Linked DNA regions of Mus musculus: region 2 is linked to region 1. A link is a contact called in public HiChIP or PLAC-seq data. All regions are on one chromosome and are shown on one strand. Each heading gives the region's core, a stretch centred on a gene start, on an enhancer-like site or on the middle of the called end of the contact. The rest is flanking DNA. Distances are from core to core; before and after follow the strand shown.

Region 1 (3,794 bases), core at 79-2,578:
CCTGGAGCACCCAGAGATGAGTCAACCTGGAATAAGGGTCTCTTGGGGCTCTGATGCCCCAGTGCGGGTGTCCAAGACCAGCTGCTCATCAGCACCACTTGAGGAGCCTCGGTAGGTACTTGTCTTTTTCCTGAAGAGCTTTCAACCTGCCTACATGCCTGGAGACCCAGCCATTGTCCTTGGAGAAGGAACCTAGGCAGAACTACTCCAGAAATGTCTCTACCCCTTCCCTCTCTCACACAGCCTGCCCGGTAACACTATGGACTTCCAGGGCTGCCCCTCCTACCCCAGATTCATACCAATCAATTCACAGAGTGTGAACAGAGTCAGAGTTTGTATAGGGATAGTGGTCCCTCTCCATGTCCAGGGAAGTTTAGGTAAAGGTGACAACCAGATCACAACACTACCTCCTAACTCTCTGCCATGACCACTGCCCTCACTGTGCCCTCAGGTAAATAAAGACCTACGGAAGGAGACACGTATCCTGTAGATGGTGCGGATGGCTTTTCCTCAGACAGAGTAAAGTGCAGATAAACTGAAAAAGAGGCATAGCCAACTCATGGGATACTAGTTATCTGTAAATGGACAAAGCACTGTTACACCACACATTGGTGACCCTGGAAATAAGCCACAAGGTAAAAGAAATGGGAAGTGCCCCCCACCCAGATGACACATGATAAGAGATGCCCAGAGGGGGCTGGAGAGACGGCTCAATGGTTAAGAGCACTGGCTACTCTTCCAGAAGTCCTGAGTTCAATTCCCAGCAACCACATGGTTGCTCACAACCATCTGTAAAGGGATCCAATGCCCCCTCTGGTGTGACTATATATATATATACATACACACACACACATATACATACACACACACACACACACACACACACACACACACACACACACACCTTTTTTTTTTTTTTAAAGAGAGATGTCCAGGAAAATCCAACAGAGACAGAGAGCTAGTTAGTGGTGGCCAGGGAAGAAGGGGACAAGGAGTGACAGCTTGGGGGACAGGGCTTCTTTTAGGAAGCAGCAAATGTTCTGAAAACAGAGGTGTGGACTGGACTGACTGTAGCCTGGGAGCAGCAACTGAGGCACACTGTGAGAAACATCTGGCTGATACCACCTTAGTCAAAATGGAGCTGCAGGAAGCACCTTGGAGCCACTGATTCTGTGTGCTCAAGGGTGGCTCAGGGGGTACAGTCTCCTTAAGGCAAGGTGACCTATCTGAGGGGGAGCTCTGGGTGTGGCTGGGATCTAAAATTACTGCAGGTCCTGAAACTGTTGGGGAGAAGCTGAGGGTAGTGTGGCTGCTGGGCGGAGAACTGTTCCAGGAAGGAAAGGAGAAGTTGTCTTGGGGTGTGTGTGTATGCTGAGGGACTGTGGTAGAGCCTAGGGGTGGGGGTGGACAGAGGCAAGGTGGAGGGATAAATAAACCTTTGGGTTCTGGAACCTTTTGGCTTTTGTGTGCCTCTGCAGTAGGTTTTGATGGTAGAGAGGCATTGCTCCATAGTGCAGACGGGATACTGAGTAAGGGGGTCTTCATGCCTCGCACCGGCACATAGGACCATGGCTCATCCCACTTCACACCGCTTCACAAAGGTGCTGAATGGATCGTTAATGGGCTACAAGTAGCTAGCTTATATCTAGGCATCTTCAAGAAAGAGGATAGGAAGGCAGGCAGTATGAAGACATGGGTTCCAGATGGTATCATTGATCTTCCAACTGGACCTTTTGTTTTTTGGGCTTTTTCTATGGGCATCACATAAACTGTGTCTAGCCCTGGACCAGGCTATCTGCTATCTTCAGGTCAAAGCCATCCTACTTAAACCAGGGTCTAAATTACTGCTGAATAGAGTTTCCAAACAAGAGATAAAACAATAAAAGATTCATCTATCCATCCATCTCTCCATCTATCCATCCATCTCTGCATCCATCCATCCATCTCTGCATCCATCCATCCATCCATCCATCCATCCATCCATCCATCCATCTAGCCATCCCATCCCATCCATCCATCCATCCATCCATCCATCCATCCATCATCCATCCATCCCATCCATCATCAAACCATCCATCTACACACTCATCTATCATCCTCTGTCCATCTACCTATTCATCTATACAATCATTATCAACTACCCATCCACACCATCATCCTCTACCATCTGTCCACCATCCGTCTCTCCATCCTCTGTACATATTTATACACACATCATACATACATCAAACATACATCCACTCTTCTGCCCATTCTTCACAGAGCACCCTCACCAAGGCCCTCTGTCCAGCCACTGGTTCAGAACAGTACTTGTCACACGATGCTGACCTGGATATCAGTCCCTGTGTGCTGCTGCTTTGATCTTGCCATATCTCCTATGTGGTGTGTGGCACTTGCCGGTGCGTGCCTTTGCGTGTCGAGTGAGAGGCTCTGACCTTGACCTGTATGACTCAATGGTGAATTTACAAGCCTAACTCACCCATGAGAACTTCATACCCTGGGTCATTGCTGTCCACCCAGAGAGAAACAGCCGAAGTTCTTGTGTGACCAAACTAAGCAAGGCCATTTTGTAATCATGCAAACGAGTAATCTCTAGAGGCCACGCCTGCCCAATGTTAAAAAGTGCCACAGAACCACTGGCTTCTGGAATGGGCAACCCCTCCCCAACTGACCATGTGCTAAATACGGGCTTGGGCCTGCACAGGGAATCCACAGAAAGGTCAGAATTCCCCTTGGCCACCCACGCAGTAGAGTGAGCAGCCTTTCCTCTTCCGTCTGCCTTAGGGGCAGGGCTGAGATGATTCTCAGAGACCACTATGCATAGTGTGCACTTGCCTGCAGTCTCGCCTCCACTAGCTGGGTCTCCCTGAAGTGCCTTAGCCAGGAGCTGTTGACTAGCAGGGTACCAGGGTAGGTTACCCCACGCAGGGTCAGAGGACATCTGTGAGTAGCCTGCCAGTGAGCAGAGCCTGATAATAGGACTGTGTGCCCATAGAACTCTTGGCTCCTCTCCCACCCGCTTGGCACAGCTGGGGATCCTCCATGAATCTCCCACACCCGGACAGGCTGACTTTGGCTCAGCCTGCCCAGCCTCGCGAGGCATGCAGCCCACTTAATGCCAAGAACCCAGTCCTTCAGGTCTGAGGAACTGGGCCAGGGATTGCAGGATCCCCAAGAACTTTTACTGGATGCTTGGATAAATACCTTCTGAATGTGAGCTGTGGTTTACAGGGCTACAAAGACCAGGGACATATCTCCTGTTCCCATCGCCACCCTTTGAGTCCAGCCTCTTTCCCCTGAGAGCAATACCGGTAGCCACTTTGGATTTGGGCCTCTGCTAAAGGCCTGGATGTGGCCTCCGTGTTTGGATGTGGGCAGCCTTATGTGAGCATCTTTGCAATAGGGGAGAGTCAGGGGCTCAATTTTCAGCAGGGAAGCAGAGAAAGAACACATGGGCTTATGTGGCATGTCCACCCCGGGGACCAGCAGCCTCCATGGGAACCAGCACAGACCAGCAGAAAGGAGATAATGCTCTTCCTGTGACAAGTTAACACCCCAGTGCCTGGGAGAACTGCTGTAGAGGAAATGGGGGCATCAGACGGTTCTTATGTCCATCTGGGTGCTGCCACTGCCCACTTGGTTGGGATGCATGGATCTGGGGGAAAGCCAGACAGTTACTGTCCCCATTTTACAACGAGAAAACTGGCTGGACACAGGGATGACTGCCTAATGTCAAGAGCATTAGAAAGGTTTCACAGAGCAAGCAGAACAGATGGAGAGCCACAAGGTAGCTG
Region 2 (3,832 bases), core at 872-3,371, 100 kb after region 1:
TGCAGCGAGCTGTGCACTTTGAAATAATAGATTATGCCATACATGGTCGCCCTGAGTTTTGTTTTTCTTTTTGAGGTTTTTGTTTGTTTGTTGTCATTTTGGGGACAGGTTTTTGGTTGTTGTTGTTGTTGTTGTTGTTGTCATGTGTTACAGCCCTGACTGTCCTGGAATCTGTTTTGTAGACCAGGCTGGCCTTGAACTCAGAGATTTGCCTGTGTCTCTCTACCTCCCAAGTACTGGGGTTGAAGTCATGCACCACCACACTTAGCCCAGTCACTCTGATTTGTAAAGTCTTACAGCCCAAAAGACAGAGCTACTTAGCTGACTGGAGTGGGGTGACTCACGTCACCAGAGGGGAGGCCTAGGCACCTGCATACCTAGAGACAGAAAACAGCGTCTCCATTGGCCTGCCTCCCGACCCTCTGCACTGCAGTGTCAGCCATGGAGGGTCAGCGCCTCATCTAAAACAGGGACCGAGCAAGCAGAGCTCACCAGGAGCTAGAGCCCGAGATACCGAGTATGTGCAGAGTGCACTGAGCTGCTGTTTGGGGGACACGTCCTGTTAGATTCCTTTTAACCAGTGTTAAAATAAGGCCTGAAGACACAAAATGAATCCTCAGGAGAGAAGTGTTGGACATTGGCCTCATGCCTGGACGTGCTGACCTTTATACGCCCCACCCTGTACCCTGTTCCTGCTGTGCTTGGTGGCACCAAGACTCAGGGCCCCAAGTCAGCAGCAGAGTAAAACTTCAACCCAGGGCATTGTCCAGAACCACAGGGACTTCCTGGGCACATGCCCACCAACTGGGTCTGCCTCAGCTTTGCAGGAGGAAGTGTAATGCCAGAGGTTTGGAGCAGCCCAGTGTACAGAGTAAACCATAGGTGCCTAAACACGAACCCCTCCCACTTTCACATTAGCCCTTTCTGGGATGCACCCGTGGTCTGCTTTAGTCAGCCCCTGCACACATCTGTCCCCTCATATAAATCTTCTCTGGGTCATCCAGCTGGTGGCCAGCTCTCCCTGACCAGGCAGCAGTAGTGAAGAATCCACGTGGCCGTGGCAAGGCCACATGGTCAGCAGTGACTCTGGCTGTGCACCAGCAGCTGCTACCATAGCCTCAGTGAGGCTTTGGCTTGCGGGCTGGCTGCTCACACACACAGGTTGCCACTGTAACAGAGCACAGTGATCTCACAGTAACCCCATGTCTCACATACAGGAGCAAGCATAGCCCAAACCCAGCTCTAATTCCTACCCTTTTCCCCATTTTCCTACAGGTTCTGTGGGGACCCCATTGCCAGGAGTGGAAGTACGCATCATCTCAGAAAACCCGCAGAAGGGTTCCCCCTACATCATCCATGCAGAGGGAAACGAGAGGGGGACAAAGGTGAGGTCATCGTTTGAAGGTTTCTTCCTCACCATGCAGGGGTGGGGCAGCCATGGACAGGAGAGATGCTGAGGGATGTGACGGGTTGTGTGCTAGTGTGTCTGAGCCTCGCCCAAGAGGCTCTTCCATTCCTTCCCAGAGCAGCCCAGGCCTCCCCATAGCTCTGTCCCTGGAGGACATTTTGAGGGTCCATATGGTTTTACTAAGGAGCATGGGGCAGCACAGCAGCAATCCTCACAGACTAGGCCTGTGGGAGCGTTGAGCTGTCAGGTACCGGTGCCATCTGAAAGCCCGTGTGTTGAGCCCCTTCATCTGCAGGAAAGTGGGTCTCAACTTCATATGTGACTTTTAACTTGGCAAGTGTGGATAGGAGGGGGATGTTGTCTTCTTCGATTGATGGTTTTAAGAGCTAGGAACTAGAGGGTGGGAGGGACAGCTCAGTGTGTAAGAGCACTGGCTACTTCCCCAAAGGACCCAGGTTTGATTCCCAGCACCTACATGGCAACTCCAGTTCCAGGGGCACACACACACATGCTGGCAAACCACTCATGCACACAAAATAAAAACAAATTAGTCATTTTTTAAAAGGAGCTAAGAACTTCTAATCATAAGCCTCAGCCCTAGAGATTTAGGATTCATGGGAAGTGGAATTTTGACCTGAGAGGAAGTGATAACCCCAGAGGCTGAGAGGGTGTTGTGTGCCACTGATGCTGTGACCACGAGGAAGGAGTCTTGTGAGTCAGTGTCTTCTCCACAGTGTTAATGTCATGCCAGCAGGCCTCCCAGCACTCCCTGGATCCATCCCTACCGAGGCAGCTGTTGAGGTCTTTGGAGTCCTGTCTTTACTGCCCTTAGCCTCCACCAAGGGGAAGTTGGTTGCTGGTGCTCCAGAGAGCAAGCAAGTGGGACATGTCGGCTCTGAGCTTGTCTATGAAGAGCTTGGTTCATCATGAAGTAAACGTTCTGTTGTCCCAGGAACACTTCCCACCCTTCCCCTGTGGTGGGGTCGGCGGTGTCTCTGGCCTGCCCTGGAGCTGCCTTGGTCCCTTATTGAGCGAGCTCTTATTCTCTGGACTCTTCCTTCTGGGGCCTTCTCTGAAGACCACTGACCTGACTGAACATCTCTTATCTCCCCTGCCCACAGGCCCCATCAAGCTGGCCCAGACCCCCTTCCCTGACTCTGCCTCTGCCACCCTTCATACTGAAGTGTCTGTAATCACCTAACTTTTCCTGGCTCTTGGGCCTGTGCCCTCCATACCCACCCTCAGCTCAGATAACAGCGCATGTTTGGGCCACGTGCCTCCCCAAGGCTTCACCAGTCCCCAGCTTCTGTGCCTTGGTGGATTCTCTCAGGGAGGGTCGTGGAGGGCTGAAGCTGCACCACGGTAGCTTTTCCCATTCAGGTGTCTTAGGTACTGGACCTCAGGAAAACGGCACAACTGTGGCCTGGGGCAGGGTGGGTGGGGCAGGCCACTGTCTGAGGTTGAGATGAAACTCATTAGCACCTGCACAGCAAGCTGCAGCTCACCACGCATGTCTGTCTGTCTCGCTGTCTGTCTGTCTGTCTGTCTGTCTGTCCGTGTGTGTGTGTGTGTGTGTGTGTGTGTGTGTGTGTGTGTGTGTGTGCACAGTACACAGACTCGGCATTTAGAGCTGAGTTCATAGACACTTGGTTTTCTCATAATTATAAATCCTAAGACCTTTATCTGTGAGGTTTGCAGAACATGACTCTAAATGTTGGGGTTTCTCCCCTGGTGGTTAGTGATGGGCGGTGCCCACTGTGCCCACTGTCCATATGCGTGGTGTGGAGGACATACCTCTGGGGCTGTTGCCGATAGACTGAGAATGCCAGTTTTACAAGTGGGACTTCCTGCGGGCCGTGCCTACTGCCTTCTGGAAGGCACTTTCTGCCTTTGCACACTGCTGCAGCAAGCATCGGCCCTCTGTGCTCACCTGCCAGGGTGTGTAGTCTCAGCCAGGGGCTACCTTCATGGAATGCCAGTGCCCCTCTGGCTGGATAGTGTCTAACCTGACCCTGCATTCCTTCTCATTGCCCCTGTTGGCATAAACCCTCATGAGCATCCTGGTCTGTGCCTGACCCTCAGCACAGTCTCAAGATGGAATGCTGTCCCTGCAACTGTGTGCCGAGGTGTGGCATTTGACAAAGTCGGATTCTCTGACTTCTGCGTTTATGGGTTTGGGCTTGGGGGAGCTCAGTGGTAGAGTGCTTACCTACCCTCAGTTCTATGCTAGTCACACAGACAGCAACAACCTAGAACTTACTGTGTGATCACCCTAAATCTCTCTCTTCATACTCCTGCCTTGGCTAGGAAAGATGATCTGATCAGATCACAGAGAGGGTAGTAAAACAGAACCCTCATCTCGTCCTAGTCTCTCTTGAGGAGGACAGACATGTTTTCTGTGGTCACCGATGTTGCTGCTTTGAA

What was found. HiChIP or PLAC-seq counts read pairs in DNA pulled down with a chosen protein or histone mark.
Region 2: a contact with region 1 is called in an H3K27ac HiChIP or PLAC-seq map of bone marrow-derived dendritic cells, with 2.9 times the contacts expected there. The contact joins two enhancer-like sites. A contact is called at or near these places in 14 of 39 promoter capture datasets (the 3T3-L1 cell line, 3T3-L1-derived adipocytes, the C10 cell line and 8 more), 3 of 484 Hi-C or Micro-C datasets (bone marrow-derived macrophages, embryonic fibroblasts and spermatogonial stem cells), 9 of 115 datasets of contacts at active chromatin or transcription factors (the HPC-7 cell line, bone marrow-derived dendritic cells, double positive thymocytes and 6 more) and 4 of 9 other capture datasets (adipose tissue, liver, macrophages and 1 more).

The regions. Positions count from the first base shown.
Region 1 is chr8:122,688,208-122,692,001 of GRCm38.p6, forward strand. It overlaps a transcript of Cbfa2t3 not described here. Among named protein-coding and RNA genes, the nearest start is that of Gm10612, 7.8 kb to the right of the region's middle. Within about 2 kb of position 1,329, at least 26 of the 459 cell types and tissues checked have an H3K27ac peak or open chromatin away from gene starts, as enhancers often do. A contact at or near this core is called in bone marrow-derived dendritic cells, where this site is marked.
Region 2 is chr8:122,789,315-122,793,146 of GRCm38.p6, forward strand. It overlaps Acsf3 (acyl-CoA synthetase family member 3), which reads left to right. Exons shown (of 10, transcript NM_144932.4): 6 at 1,276-1,385. Among named protein-coding and RNA genes, the nearest start is that of Acsf3, 16 kb to the left of the region's middle. Within about 2 kb of position 2,122, at least 9 of the 459 cell types and tissues checked have an H3K27ac peak or open chromatin away from gene starts, as enhancers often do. A contact at or near this core is called in bone marrow-derived dendritic cells, where this site is marked.